Linked DNA regions of Mus musculus: regions 2, 3 and 4 are each linked to region 1. A link is a contact called in public Hi-C and promoter capture Hi-C data. All regions are on one chromosome and are shown on one strand. Each heading gives the region's core, a stretch centred on a gene start, on an enhancer-like site or on the middle of the called end of the contact. The rest is flanking DNA. Distances are from core to core; before and after follow the strand shown.

Evidence for each region. Promoter capture Hi-C pulls out the DNA fragments that hold promoters and counts their contacts. Hi-C and Micro-C count contacts between places; a contact is called where the count stands out from the background.
Region 2: a contact with region 1 is called in a promoter capture Hi-C map of embryonic stem cells. The contact joins the promoter of Cope here to the promoter of Cilp2 in region 1. A contact is called at or near these places in 6 of 39 promoter capture datasets (the 3T3-L1 cell line, embryonic stem cells, hippocampal neurons and 2 more), 2 of 484 Hi-C or Micro-C datasets (embryonic stem cells and liver), 5 of 115 datasets of contacts at active chromatin or transcription factors (the 230-238 cell line, large pre-B cells, memory CD8 T cells and 2 more) and 1 of 9 other capture datasets (adipose tissue).
Region 3: a contact with region 1 is called in a Hi-C map of liver, with 2.8 times the contacts expected there. The contact joins the promoter of Sugp2 here to the promoter of Cilp2 in region 1. A contact is called at or near these places in 17 of 39 promoter capture datasets (the 3T3-L1 cell line, 3T3-L1-derived adipocytes, the C10 cell line and 11 more), 2 of 15 datasets of contacts at CTCF or cohesin (large pre-B cells and pro-B cells), 6 of 484 Hi-C or Micro-C datasets (bone marrow-derived macrophages, brown adipocytes, embryonic stem cells and 1 more), 6 of 115 datasets of contacts at active chromatin or transcription factors (astrocytes, bone marrow-derived macrophages, embryonic stem cells and 2 more) and 3 of 9 other capture datasets (adipose tissue, embryonic stem cells and liver).
Region 4: a promoter capture Hi-C map of liver shows a contact between it and region 1. The contact joins the enhancer-like site here to the promoter of Cilp2 in region 1. A contact is called at or near these places in 19 of 39 promoter capture datasets (3T3-L1-derived adipocytes, the C10 cell line, the HPC-7 cell line and 13 more), 1 of 15 datasets of contacts at CTCF or cohesin (large pre-B cells), 1 of 484 Hi-C or Micro-C datasets (bone marrow-derived macrophages), 2 of 115 datasets of contacts at active chromatin or transcription factors (embryonic forebrain and neural tube) and 3 of 9 other capture datasets (adipose tissue, embryonic stem cells and liver).

The regions. Positions count from the first base shown.
Region 1 is chr8:69,885,765-69,889,202 of GRCm38.p6, reverse strand. It overlaps Cilp2 (cartilage intermediate layer protein 2), which reads left to right and starts at 1,811. Exons shown (of 8, transcript NM_026818.2): 1 at 1,811-1,915; 2 at 2,671-2,769; 3 at 2,935-3,207. The coding sequence starts at 1,852. Yjefn3 (YjeF N-terminal domain containing 3) reads left to right here. Exons shown (of 6, transcript NM_001353930.2): 5 at 66-216; 6 at 1,181-1,415. The coding sequence ends at 1,386. It overlaps Gm33746 (a long non-coding RNA gene), which reads right to left. Exons shown (of 3, transcript XR_379069.4): 1 at 2,933-3,438; 2 at 2,296-2,609; 3 at 819-2,209.
Region 2 is chr8:70,300,960-70,304,397 of GRCm38.p6, reverse strand. It overlaps Cope (coatomer protein complex, subunit epsilon), which reads right to left and starts at 1,631. Exons shown (of 10, transcript NM_021538.2): 1 at 1,466-1,631. The coding sequence starts at 1,591. It overlaps Ddx49 (DEAD box helicase 49), which reads left to right and starts at 1,946. Exons shown (of 13, transcript NM_001024922.2): 1 at 1,946-2,075; 2 at 3,296-3,419. The coding sequence starts at 1,961.
Region 3 is chr8:70,232,342-70,235,779 of GRCm38.p6, reverse strand. It overlaps Sugp2 (SURP and G patch domain containing 2), which reads right to left and starts at 1,575. Exons shown (of 11, transcript NM_172755.4): 1 at 1,128-1,575. Armc6 (armadillo repeat containing 6) reads left to right here and starts at 1,358. Exons shown (of 8, transcript NM_133972.2): 1 at 1,358-1,670.
Region 4 is chr8:70,198,476-70,201,913 of GRCm38.p6, reverse strand. The region is part of intron 1 of Slc25a42 (solute carrier family 25, member 42); the gene reads left to right. Among named protein-coding and RNA genes, the nearest start is that of Slc25a42, 12 kb to the left of the region's middle. Within about 2 kb of position 1,518, at least 64 of the 459 cell types and tissues checked have an H3K27ac peak or open chromatin away from gene starts, as enhancers often do. A contact at or near this core is called in adipose tissue, fetal liver and liver, where this site is marked.

The DNA of each region.
Region 1 (3,438 bases), core at 562-3,061:
TGCACCCACTCTGCCCCTGCCCTGGCCCGTCTGAGCCCAGCCCCTGACACTGCCCCTCTCCCCAGGTGCGGCTCATCGACGACGCGTACGGGCTGGTGGTGGACGCAGTGCTTGGGCCGGGAGTGCGGCTGGCTGAAGCAGGCGGGCACTGCGCGCGCGCGCTGGCCACGCTGAAGCGACTCTCCATCCCGCTTGTGAGCCTGGACGTCCCCTCAGGCACGCCACCCAGGGACAGCCTGGTTACCCTAGCCTGTTTTTTTCCATCCATCCTAAATTCTACCCCTCTGCACCCCCCTCCCCCAACTCGGTTTTCCTTGTCCAACTCTTTCAACCTCGGTTTCCGCGTCTGCCCCCATCGTATTTCACACCCGCCCTGAGGATGGGAGCGATACAAGTGGCTGTCCCAAGTGACTCCGTGTCCCCTTGGTCCGAGTGCTCAGCTCCACGGGCACCACCCACCACCAGTCCTGTGAGCTCACTCGGCAGAGGCCACGCCTGCCAGGCCAGAGCTGCTAAGGACAAACAGCGCTCAGCCTCTCGTGGGGACTGCGTGGGGGTGTCCCCTAGCTACACTGCTCCAGGACAATCCCCGACCAAAGCCGAGGCATATCTAGTCCTAGGGGGATACAGTAGGTGGTCCCGGAAAAGTGAGGGATTCTGCAGTTGGAAGCCTCTAATCAGAGAGAGGAGCCGGTGGCTCTGGTTAGTGCCTGAGGCAGGAGAGAAGTCCTGGTTGCTGGTTCGTGGACTGGGTGGAACCGAAACTCCTGGTGGTTTGGGGAGAGGGCAGAGTCCTAACAAAAGTACCACGAGGTGGGTCAGAGAACCAAGATGTCTCAGGTCGGAGGGGGAAATCAAATACGATAGGGATGTGGGGGCACAGTTTAGAAGGAGGGGGGTCTCGGGTCACAGTACAGGGTGGGGTAGAGAGGCTGAGGTCAGACCCGAGGTGGGTGAGGAAGGTCTGATTTAAGCAAGGCGCGGTTCCTAACCTCTGCGGAAGGAGACACGGCTCAAGGCAGAGGCTGGGTCTTGGCAGACTAGCAGTGGAAATGGTGTAGTCGGAGGGTGGAGGCGGTTTGCGGTTAGCAGGTCTGACCGCTACCCGCGTGCGTGGAGGGAGGCAGAGCAGACTTGGTCCCGGGCCGGAGGTCCTCAGCTCCCCCTCTTCCGCCCTCAGGCTGGGATGCGGAGGCTGGCGGAGACGCAAAGGACGCGGTGCAGCCCGATGTGCTGGTGTCCCTTGCAGCGCCCAAGAGCTGCGCCGGCCGCTTCTCCGGACGTCTCCACTTTGTAGCCGGCAGGTTCGTGCCTGATGACGTCCGCCGAAAGTTTGGCCTGCACCTGCCAAAATATACTGGCACCGACTGCGTGGCCTCACTGTGAACCGCACCAATAAACATCTCCACCACCTCTCCCCTGCCTCTTTTGTGTACCAGGCCAGGGGGTGGGCGGGTGGAGAGGAGACTTCCCTCCGGGTTTGTGGGGAGGAGCTGCGCCGTGGAGTTTCTTAGAATGGAGAGCAGACCCCTGCTGGGGGGTGGCCTCCAGTACTTAGGACCGAAGTTTAACAATATAGAGAACGTCCAGCATCCTAGGGCGCCAGCAGCTTCAAGTTTCAGACCAGAGGGAGCCAGGCACACAGCACGGGACCCAGTTGGAGAAGGAGGGGGGAACGCAGGACACCGGGCAAGGGCAGTCTAAGGGCGGAGGTACCGCGGGAGGCTTAGAAGACCCAGTCTGGTGTGCGGGGGCGTGGCTTGTGGCCCGTTCCGCCCTTTTAGGTCCAAGCAGCGGCTAGGCCCGCCACAGTCAGATCTCAGAGCTTCGCAGAGCAGTTCGGACCTGGCGATGGCATCACCTCTGCCCTTGCTCTATCTCTGCCTTGCCGCCTTACACCTAGCGGGAGCGCGAGGTGAGATACCTTGGGAACCACCCCCTACACACACACACACACACACACACACACACACACACACACACAAACAAACACACCAGGACGACAGCCGCAGGCACAGAAGCGGGCGGGGGAGCACCTCATGAGCGTCCCAGAGAGCCGGTGAAAGAAACCTCTTCCATCGTCGTCCCAGGAAGGTCCACTTGGCCAAGGCTTTGAATTGTAAATCATCAGGTTTCCAAATCTGTGCCAAGGGGTCGTAGCTGTCTCTCCGCGGGGCTGGTGACAGTCCTATTTCTCAGAAGGCTGGGGCTCCAGGAAGAAGGGGTTTGTCTGAACCTGTCTGCCTTCCTATTCCACCCCGGAAAGATGGAAGGCCAGAGAAACCAAGGACTTACCTGTTGGCACCTTGCGTCCCACCTAGAAAGACCCGGGAGAGTATATGGCAGGAGGGGACTTCCAGGAAGAGACTGCAGCGGTCTGCGGGTAGAGGCAGAGCCTAATACACTCGACTTGTGTTTGATGAACATTTGAGCCTAGAGGTGTAGTGGGACATAGAGTCGCCAGATCTGCGGAGTGACAGGGCTTCAGGGTCCGCTGCTAGTAATGGGAAGGCTTCCTGGAGTGGGTGCTGCTGCAGTCCCCGGGGCTAGAGCTGGCCTCTCAGATCCTCAGTTTTATATCCCGTGAAATGTGGTAGTCAATGTTCCCCCTGTTGCACCAAAAGAGGGGTCTCAGTGGTCCCTATCTTGTGCCTCCTCGAACTCCCACAGATGCCACCCCCACCGAGGAGCACACTTCAACCGCCAGGGGTCTTCAGGGACGGCCGCCAGATACCGGCCAGCCCTCGCCAGCCCTGGAAGATTGGGAGGGTGAGTCACCTCAGCAACCCGCCTGTGTGATCTGGGCCTGGTGGGGTCAGTGGGGAGGGTAGGGAGAATGAGGAGTCCTTGGACATCACAGCTCCTTGGGCCTCAAGGCTCCAAGCTGGAGAGACTAGGGAGGTGGGACCCGGGCTCAGCGTGCGATGCTCACAGAGGCCAGCGAGTGGACGTCGTGGTTCAACGTGGATCACCCGGGAGGAGATGGCGACTTCGAGAGCCTGGCCGCCATTCGATTCTACTATGGTCCCGCGCGGGTGTGCCCGAGACCACTGGCACTGGAGGCGCGCACCACCGACTGGGCGCTACCAGCTGCAATGGGCGAAAGGGTGCACGCCAACCCAGAGCGTGGCTTTTGGTGTCTCAATCGTGAGCAGCCTCGAGGCCGCCGCTGCTCCAACTACCACGTGCGCTTCCGCTGCCCACTGGGTAAGGGGGGGACCCATAGGCCTGGGCGGGCGGGTACAGTACGACCCTAAGGGGCAAGGCCCAGTGATGGCAGGGCACGGGCGTGGCTTAGAGAGGCACACCCATCAGCACAGTGAGGATGCAGGGAGCTGTGCCCAGATTGTAGTAGCTAGTGCACTAACATGCCAGGATCCCATTGGCCCATCCTGAACAGCTCGGTGTTGGGGATGCCTTAAGCCTCATTGTATTGAA
Region 2 (3,438 bases), core at 382-2,881, 420 kb before region 1:
ACAGCTGCATGCCCCAGCCCTGTTGGGCGCTTTACAAGCTCAATGAATTTGGCTTTGATTTTATTATTTTGGGAGTTTTGGAGACAGGGTTTCATGCAGACTAGGCTGGCCTCAAACTCACTACATAGCTGAGAACAAGTTGGATCTTCTTGCCTCTTGTCCAGAACCTTAACAAAACAGCTTTTTAGCCTGGTAAGGACAAGCCTCCACATAGTTTACCTGAGCCATGCCCCAGCCCATCACAGCCCTGACTCTGTTTCACATTCAAAACAGGCAAGTCTAAGACCACCACTTTCTACACCCATTCTGCCATTTCCTGGCTCTCTGTGCTGCCTCTGTTGCCAAGGCTACTATACCTAGAAAGCCTGTAGTTCCACCAACTCCATCCCTTACTGAGCCCAGCAGGAATGCTGTTTTCCACGAGTGCACAGTGAAGAATGAGTGACAGGTGATTCTGTCAACAACACACACAGGCTGTTGCAAACACGGGTCACATCTTTAATGAACTAAAGACAAGCTGAGCATTGTGGCACAGGCCTGTCATCCTGCATCTGGGAGGCTGAGACAAGACTGCTACATCTAGGGACAGCCTGGGCTATATGAAGCTGCTTAAAACATAAAACAAAACCAGGGCAAGGATTTAGCCTGTGGAGCATTTGCATCGAAGCTGTGCTTTGGCTGTGCACACTATGATCCCAGCACTCCAGAGAGCAGGCATGGCCATCAGGAATTCAGTGCTCTTCAGCAACATGGGGAGTCTGAGGCCAGCCTGGGCTAAAGGAGACTGTCTTCTTTTATAACCAAACTTCCCTTTTGGGGGGAGTGGGGGAGGCGAGGAGGGTACAGTTCAAGACGGGGTTTTTCTGTAGCACCCTGGCTGTCCTGGAAGTCGCTATGTAGATCAGAGTGGTCCAAAACTCAGAGACTTGACTGCCTCTGCCTCTGGGTGCTGGGATTTAAGGCACACCAAGCTACCTCCGGTTTAGGACTATTATTAAGACAGATTACAGTATTACCCGAACTGACCTAGAACTGCTTATGAAGATCAGGCTGACCCTAAACTTACAGAGATCAGCCTCCCAAGTGCTGGAATAGAAGGCGTGCACCATGATGCCTGACTTTAGACACTTAAAAAAGGGGGGCGGGGGGGGTTTAAAAACGAAACAGTAAGAGGTTTTATGATGGAGCTAGTGGCGCACACCTGTCACCTCACCATTACCCTGACTTCAGGTCAGCCTGGGCTATAAAGTGAGCCCCTGTCAATCAACCACCAGAAAGTTGGAAGCTTGGCACAGGGGTGCACACCTGTCATCCTAGCACTGGAGGGGTGAAGACTGGAGGCGCAGGACCTCAAGGTTAGCCTCGGTTACAGAGTAAATTGAAAACCATCCCTAATTATAAGAGAAACCGAGTCCTCGGACCAGAACCTCAGAGCGCGCCGGAAGCTGCTCCGCACGCTGCCCACCTTCACGCGCTGAGCCTCGTTGATGCACTGCTGGTAGCTGCCGATGTAGAAAGCGTTCTTCACGTCGAACAGCTCATCTACCTCTCCGGAGCCGCCAGAGACCGCGCCAGGAACCGGAGGAGCCATGTCACCGCACCTCTAACCAACCTTCTTCTGGGACACGTAGGCCGGAAGCAGGTCCCCGTCGTCAGGAACTCTGGGAAACGTAGTTCTATGGGACAAATCAGAGGCGATGAAAAAGAAACCTTGCAAAGCCTCCCGAGAACTATAGTTCGGATTCCGTCAACAAACACAAGGCCTTCAGAACCAAAACACTGAAAAGCGGTCAAAGCTCGGATTGGTTGAAGGATCTGGAGAGGGTCTCTCCGTGACGTCACATTCCTCCGCCAACGTCCTCTCACAACTTTTCCAGGCCGGACTGCGCCGGGGTGGACGTGACGTAGCATTCACGCGCCGGAAGCACTCATTTCTAGGTTCTCTGCCCGGGTCTGGAGCATGGCGGGGTTCGCTGAGATCGGGTTGTCGTCGTGGCTGGTAGAACAGTGTCGACAGCTGGGGTTGAAGCAGCCCACGCCGGTGCAGCTCGGGTGCATTCCGGCCATCCTGGAAGGTGAGTTCTCGCCTTTCTTTTAATGCCTTTCTTTGCCCGCTCTTCCTTAGCCCCACTTGGGTTCCAGGAATCAGGACAGCATTGAGTGTTTCGGGGACCCTGACCCGCAGCATTGACATTTACGCTGCGACCGACTCGTGTTCATTATCACACAGGTGATGGGTGGCACCTCTTAAGTTTTCGTAGCACCCGAGCATAGGGAGAGATCGGTGAATGACTAAAACATGGCACTGAAAAAAAAAAAGGGTAGAGCTGGCTTTGACGTAGAAGCCGTCAAACTCCAGGTAAAAACCAATGCTCCGTGTTTGTGTCAGTGCTCTTCGACCCAGTTCACTTTTGCCATTAAAGAGGCGTCCTTGGAGCCGGACGTGGTGACTCTCAGTCATCTCAATACTGAGCAGGTGGAAGCAAGAGGATCAGGAGTTCAAGGTGATCCTCAGTTTGGTAGCAAGTTGCAGACCAGCCTGGGCTACCTGAAAATTTGTTTCAAACAAGCAATTATAATAATTGTTGGAAATTAGATAATAACACGTTCAAGGGACTAGTGGAAATGAAACAGTTTTAAATATTCAATTCTGGAGAAAGGGGTACCAGCATAGAGAAAAGGCAAAAATAGCTGGTGTGGTGATTTCAAGCAAGTTTTTGAAGCCTTTCCCCAAATATGGGAAATTCCTGACCTTTTCTTCCATAGACCTGCAGGGCTTTTCCCCTCCCCAAATTCCCCATCCCATTGGTCCATTGGGGCCCCAAGTCTTCTCTAATGAATAGTTTGGGTCTTGAGGCTGCCTCTCTTCTATTCTCTTTTCTTTCTTTTTTTTTTCCCTTGTTTTTTTGTTTTTTTGAGACAGGGTTTCTCTGTATAGCCCTGGCTGTCCTGGAACTCACTCTGTAGAACAGGCTGGCCTTGAACTCAGAAATCTGCCTGCCTCTGCCTCCCAAGTGCTGAAATTAAAGGTGTGCGCCACTACTGCCTGGCTGCCCTTCCTTTCTAATCATGGGCTCAGTCACATAGCAGAGCACCTGTAACTCTCCGAGTCTTAGACTAACTAGGGGAGAGAAGGACCCAGTGCCTCCAACTCATCTGTAGCTCTAGTGAACTGTAAGCTCACCTCGTACTAAAAGCAGACCATACCCATCTATTTCTTACAATAATGAGGGAATGCCCAAGGGACCAATCATGGCCCTTGCTCCACACTGATGCTGCTTTGCCATCTGCCTAGGTCGGGACTGCTTGGGCTGTGCAAAAACAGGAAGTGGCAAGACAGCAGCCTTTGTGCTTCCCATCTTGCAGAAGCTGTCTGAGGACCCTTATGGCATCTTCTGCTTGGTTCTGACACCCACCAGGTGAGCCTCCCCACTCAGC
Region 3 (3,438 bases), core at 326-2,825, 350 kb before region 1:
ATCTCAGCTATTTAAGAGGCTGAGCAACAGGTTTGCAGGTTTAAAACCTGTGTGAGCTACCTAGTTTATTCCAGACCAGCCTAGGCTACATAGCAAGACCCAGTTTTGTGTGTGCATGAGGGTTTTGTTTTGTTGTTGTTTGGATTTTTTGCAACTACAACAGAGTAGCCCACTTTGGCATGAGCACTAAACCTCTGATCCTCCTGCTTTTGCCTTCCAAGAACTAGGATTGCCAGTGTGCACTGCCAGGTTCTGCAGACCCAATCTTTTTAGTTTTATTTACTTTTTTTTTTTTTTTTTTTTTGGTAGCATGGTTGAGTAGGAGAGATTCCAAATGATCTCCTTACACACCTCTGGTTGGCCTCAAACTTTGTGTGTGCACACACACACATACATACACACTAAGGTTGGCATTGAAAGGAAAATCCACCCTGTCTCTGCCTCCTGGGAACTGGGATTATAGGGGTGAGCCATCATAATCAGTTTGAGACCCTGCCTTAAAAAAAAAAAAAAAAAAAAAGAAAAAGAAAAAGAAAGAAAGAAAAAAGGAATGAAAGAAAAAAATGTTCACACACGGGAGAAAAGCAGACTTGAAGAAGTGAACCACTAGGTCAGGCATCCTAATGTTGAGCCTGACCAACAGGGCATTCATTGTGAGGGCACTTTCTGAATGTTAAAAAAAAATAAGGCAGCATACATATCAGTGACAGCCTTCCTTATGACACTTCCAACTTCAAGAGGTAAACCTCCCTTCTGGTCATTTCTATAACCATCACCCCGTTTCCCCACACCCTGGGAAAGCGATAGGACGCCCCTTGTTCTCTGTCATTTAAGAGCAGGGACTCCTCCGGGTCAGCTGATCCTGAAATTTAATCAAGGTACCTAATCTGTCTGCACCTCCGTTTCCCCGTCTATGGTACTGGCAGACTCGGAGGCTGCAGTGGTTCCCGGCAGCTGGAGGCCCGAAGCCCGCTCGCCGTTACGCCCAACTCGCCCGGCCGACTGAGGGCTCAAGCGTAATGAATGGACCCGCCAGACAGGCTGGAGGAGCGCGCTCGCCCTAGAGACACCCAGAGTCCTTCCCACCCCGGGCCAGCCCTCCCAGGTCTCCAGGGCCCGGGCCTCACCCGGAGCCTGCCGCGTGCGGTGCCGCCCCCGCCGCTGCCGCCGCCGCCTCGGGCCCCTTATCCACCGCCTGGCGAGGCGGGGAGATGCAAATGAGCCAACGGTTTCCGCAGCGCCGCGTCGCGCAGGCGCAAGCCTCTGCCTTGCCTTGGTGCGCAGGCGCTGGCTGCCACCGCCTAGGTCCTCATGCGCAAGCGTCGAGGGCAGCCATCTTCGCTCTTTCGCGCAGGCGCGCTGCTCACTTCTCAGGGCCGAGTCTACCTAGGTGAAAACTATCTCTTTTGAGGGGAAGCGACACCTAGGAGTAGCATTGAGAGTACTGCAAGAGTCTCAGGCCCACGCGTATTCTGTGGCTCCCTTCGCTTTACCTGTGCTCGCGGTCGCCCTCGTTGCCCCGGAAAGGAGCCTCTCGGCTGAAGGAGGGACGCCGAGGCGAGGCGGCGCCTCTGCGCTTGCGCTTATATGGTGGCTCGAAGGAGCCAAAGGCAAAGTCTCGGGTGACAGCTGCGAGCCCCACCCTTTCCCCACGTGGCTGCGTAGACCCGGTGAGGAGCACCGGCCGCCTGTGCTTGTGGCTGGCGCAGTGGGGAGTGGGCGCCGCGGGGTCGGGGTGGTGGTGTTTGCACGACTCTCGCGGACTTGGTTTGGGGGAAGGAGAGAATCGTCCCAGAGATACTTGGGAAGCAAATGCTTCGCCTTTCTTGTGCAGGTTCTTTCATTCATTTTATTCATTCGCGCTGCGCCTGTGTGCACCTGAGCACCTGCTACAGGGTCGGCCGCATTCTAGGCAGTGGAGCCAGGAGTACAAGAGGTTCAAGACAGTGTGACTCTGGTTCAGGGGACGCTGGTGTTGCTGTTCATGTAGTAGTGATGGAGCGGGCGTGGTTGCTGCACCTGTCATGACTGCTTTAGGGAGACAGAAGGATTGATGAGTTCTAGACCGGCTTTGGCTATGTAGCCAGCCCATATTTCAGAATAAAAACAGCCAAAAGAAAGAACAGGCGTTGTGGTGCACTCAAGAAGCAGAGGCAGAAGGATTGCTGCGAGTTTGATACCAGTCTGGGCTACAAGACCAGACACTGCCTCAAAAACAACTGATGAGCCAGGGGGTTGTTTGGAGACTGGAAATCAGGAGTTCAAGGTCAGTCAGGTCTACATGAATCCCTAACATAAAAAACAAAAACGGGATTATTTCATGTGACAGTAAGGCTGCTTGACCTAGACAGGTTTTGTTTACTTGAGGGGCAAGACGGGGGAGGGGGTCAGGAGGGTCTCACTGTGTAGATCAGGCTGGCCAGAAACTCACAGAGGTCTACCATTTCTGCCTCCGTTGTTCTGGTATCAGTGTTTCTTGTTTTGTTGTTGTTTTTCAAGCCAGGATTTCTCCGTGTCGTCCTGGCTGTCCAGGAACTTGCACTGTAGACTGTGCTGGCCTCCAGTTCAGAGGTTAGCCTGCCTCTGCTTCATTTGTGCTTTAATAACTATTATTATTAATAAATTATTTGTTATCAATATTATTTAACATCATCATGACTATTGTGTGTTTACATGTATGCACAAGTTGTGAACTACCAGATGTGAGTGCTGAAACTGAACTCAAGTTGTGATGATGGAGCGGCACACCTTCACCTGCTGACTGAACACTTTTTTCCCAGCACCTCAGCTTTTACACTCGTTCCTTCCACACAGGGTCTCACTCTGTAGCCTAGGCTGGCTTGGGGCTGGAGATCACAGGCTTGTACCATAAAGCCCTAACCAGAGTGTGGCTTTTACAAATTTGATCTTTATACATTGATGTGTCATTTATACTGTGTCCTTCATGTAAGATCAGAGGACTTGTGGGAGTCAATTTTCTCCTATGGCTTTGTGAGCTTCAGGGTTGGAATTTTTGTTTTTGTTGTCTGGACAATCTCTTGTACCCTTGAATTCCCCATCCTTCTGCCCCAAGCCTTCTGCTGCTGAGATGACAGTTGCATGCCACCACACCCGATTCGTGATTCTAGACTGTTGTAAAGAAGAGCATCAGAAAACTTTGATAATGTTGGCTATGGACTGTGCAGTAGAAAATAGTGCTCAGCTCAGTGAGATGGCTCAGCAGCTAAGGTGCTTGCTGCCAAGCTCGAGGACCTGAGTTCAACCCCCAGGATCTCCATGTTGAAGAGAGCTGCAGACTGTTCTTTGCCTGTGACACAGCAAATGCAAGCCAACACTTGCAAGTGGATAAAATGCAATTTAAATAAAGTTAAATAAAATAGTGTTGTAGAACAATCAGGCTTGGTAGGGAACATGCTACCATGAGTGAGACCCTGGGCA
Region 4 (3,438 bases), core at 269-2,768, 310 kb before region 1:
TATGTCTCCCCACTCCTCTCTGTGCTTTTCAACTTTGAGACAGAGTCTCACTATGTTGTTCAAGTTGGCTTGGAACTTGACATGTATCCCACCCAGGCTGTCCTTGAACTTGCACCTTAGATTGCAGGTGCTGGTTGGCAGGTGTGCTATGGCCAGAGTTGTCTTGGTCTTTTGAAATCTGCATGACTGTGAGGCATGCTTAGAGTTCCTAGCCAGGGTGATAGTCACAGTCCCCAGAGCATGGAGTGAGGAGCTCCTGTCTATCTTTGAGGCTGGCAGCAGTCAGGGTTAGCAGGCAACGGCCACCATGCCAGGCACACCAAACTCTGATCTAGAAAAGAAAACAGCCCTTATCATTGGCAGACAGATGGTAATTGGCTTCTGATGACTTTGGCTGTAGGACCCACGGTAGGCTTAGAAGCCGTCACTAAGAAGGTGCCTCTTCACATACAGGTTGGGGCTGTCTGCAGCCCTCAGGCAGTGGCACAGGTGACAGGATGCCCTCCCACTACCCTGGCGGGTAGGTAGCTAGGGTCTGACAGTAAAGGGTGCTGAGGATGGAACCCATAGCAAGTGTGTGCTCCTCACCTGACCCCTTGACATTGTTGTCCTGTGAGCTGTTGCCCCCTCAGCCCTCACCCACCAGAGTGGAGCAGTGCGCGAGAATGCAGTTGGACTGTTTTCAGACACCCATGAGGCAGGAGGGTTTCTGAGTTCGAGGCCAGCCTGGTCTACAGAGTGAGTTCCAGGCCAGTCAGGGCTACACAGAGAATCCTGTCTCATGGGAGTTGGGGGTGGGGGGGAACTAACCAACCAACAAACAAAAACAGGATAGAAGATATATCTATTCCTATACAATGTGGGTCATATAGGTCCATGTGTTTTCTGTTCCATAGTCATTTGGCCTCCCCTATCCCAGAGCAAAGTGATCCCAGAGAGCAGAGCACAGAGGCGGCAGAGTGGCCGCTTGATAGGAGATGCTTAGCTGACCTGACCTTAAGCAGGAAGGAGGTCAAGGCCCAAGCACTGACAGAAACCCTGTGCTGTGTTCTCCGGGGCTCACCGTGAGAGTACAGTTGACCTGTCCAGCACTGGGAGAAGGATAATACACAACCAGGGTTCCCATGGCCATCAGGTCTTGAGCAACAGAGACTGAGGAGAGGAGACAGGAGGCAACATAGATCCAGGAAGACAGGATGGGGATGGTTTGGGGTAGTGTGTAACTGCTAAATGCTTACCAAGGGGGGAGGATACAAGGAGTGACTAGTAGATCCCCAACAAAGCCCATCAGCTGCAACTACAGTGACAGCCTAACAACACTGCCATCTGCTGTTATGTGTGAGCCTCTAGTACTGTCATCTGCCCCTCTTCCCTCCCCCAGTCACCAAACCTTCAGCTCAGGCCCCTTCTGTACAGTGGAGCGTTGTTTGCCTACAACCTGAGTGTGTCCTCCCTAAGTGACAGTATACAGGACAGTGTAGAAATAAGCACTGTGTTGTTTAGGAGACAGTGAGCATGCTCAGTGCCAATGCTCTTTTTATTTGGCCTGGTGCCTGCTCAGCAAGCTGCCTACACCCTCAGCTCTTGTAGACATTTCCGTGTTTGCTTTTCAAGTCACCATGGGTCACTGTCTACTTGACCTAACTGGCTGGTGCTGGGAATCAGAGCCTCGCAGATGGTGAGGCTCAGTCTACAGAATCCTCACATCCCAGTGTGGGTGCAGGAATCACATCATGTCCTGACGTGGCATGTCTAGCTAAACCCCACACAGCTTTGTCTGGGGACCGGAGCTCCAAAACACCAGCTGGCTCATCTATTTCTCTTCATTGCCTGCAAGGTCTGGTCTTGTGCCTCACTGGGGCAGAGTGATTATTATTACTTGAGAAAAAGTCTTGCTATATAGAGCCCAAGCCTTGAACTTGACCCTCCTTCAACAGCCTCCCAGTACATGGTGACAGGCTGTTTATTTGGCAGCACAGGAGATGGGGGCCAGCACATTGCATGGGCTAGGAAGTTGGCTCCCCACTAAATACTATTGCCTGCCCCAAGATTTTAAAAATCATGCAAGCTTTGTCTTTCATCTTCTCTTAGGGGTGGTTTCCTCTGACTTTCTCCAGACTTGTGAAAGCCAACAGGCTTGGGTATCCTCATGCCAAGGATAGGAATCCTGGCTACAGTCCCTCAAGTGTGGTTTCCCCATCCTCTTTTCCTCTACCAGGCAGTCTGTGGCATGAGCCCACAGCAGGAGCAGGTTAACCAGTTGTCAGCCTGGTGGTCCAGACACTTAACTTGTGTCCTCATCCTGAGACATGAGCTGAGAGGGGCTCCTGGCATGCTGGAGGGCCTGTATCCAGGGTCCTGAACTGCTCAAGGCACTGCCTGTGACAGGGTTATATTCTGTCGAGCTGTTTGGGAATTGATGGTCATGTCTTCCACTCCCACCCTGTGGATGGTCCTCTGGGATAAGTGAAGGCTTAATTAAGGAACATGTGGTTTTCTAGGACAGGGCTGGACTCCCTAGGTAAGAGATCTTCTGCTGCTTTGGAGTCCAGTGCAAGGCTTGGCTGAGCTTCTCTGAAAAGAAAGGAAGATAGCTCAGTAGCGGACAAGTAAGCAACCATGTACCCCAGTAACCACCTGGAGTCTCCATCACTGTTGCCTTCCTCCCAACAGGCCAAAGCTTCCTCGTATACAGAAGGGTTGAATATTTTTGTTTTTTGGTTTTTGTTTGTAGGTTTTAGTGTACTGGGGAGGGGCAGCTATCCGTAGCCTAGGATTTTATCCCACCCCACACCCTAGTCCTTCACTGGAGAAGTCTAGGCAGATGCTCTACCCCTGAGCCATGTGCCCCCCTCAGCCCTCCACACTGAGAGATCTTATACAGGAACTCTACCCCTGAGCCATGCTTACAGCCCCACTGGAGGATTTTTAGGCAAATGCTTATCTGAGTTTTATTCCCAACTTTCCATCTGTAAAACAGACTTAGAAGTCTTTAGCTAAGGCAGTTGAGGTAAGGGTGGGTCTGGCATTCGGCAGACAGTAGCTGCTCTTTCACCCTATCCGTATATGAGTCTTGGCCCCATCCTTATCCTCAACATAGAAGCCCAGGACACCCTTTCACCAAAGGCCTCAGAGACCTGGTTAGAGGAGAGAGGTTGATGAGGGTTAAGTACATACCTTGCCTAGATGGTCTCCTAGGAAACCAGCTAGCACAAAGCCCTATAGAAGGGGGTACCTCCTTCAGCCTTCTGTATGTGCCCTGATGTGATCATACTGCCCCAAAGGCAGGGCTGGCAAGATGCTACAAGTGGAGCTGGGTCACCAGGCCAGTCACTCAACAGCCACAGACATCTGAAACTCAGCCCCAGAGTTTCTCTTGGCGTGGCTCAGGGGCTGCGGGCTTCACATAGTTTTTTAGCCTCTACTTCATCCACTTAT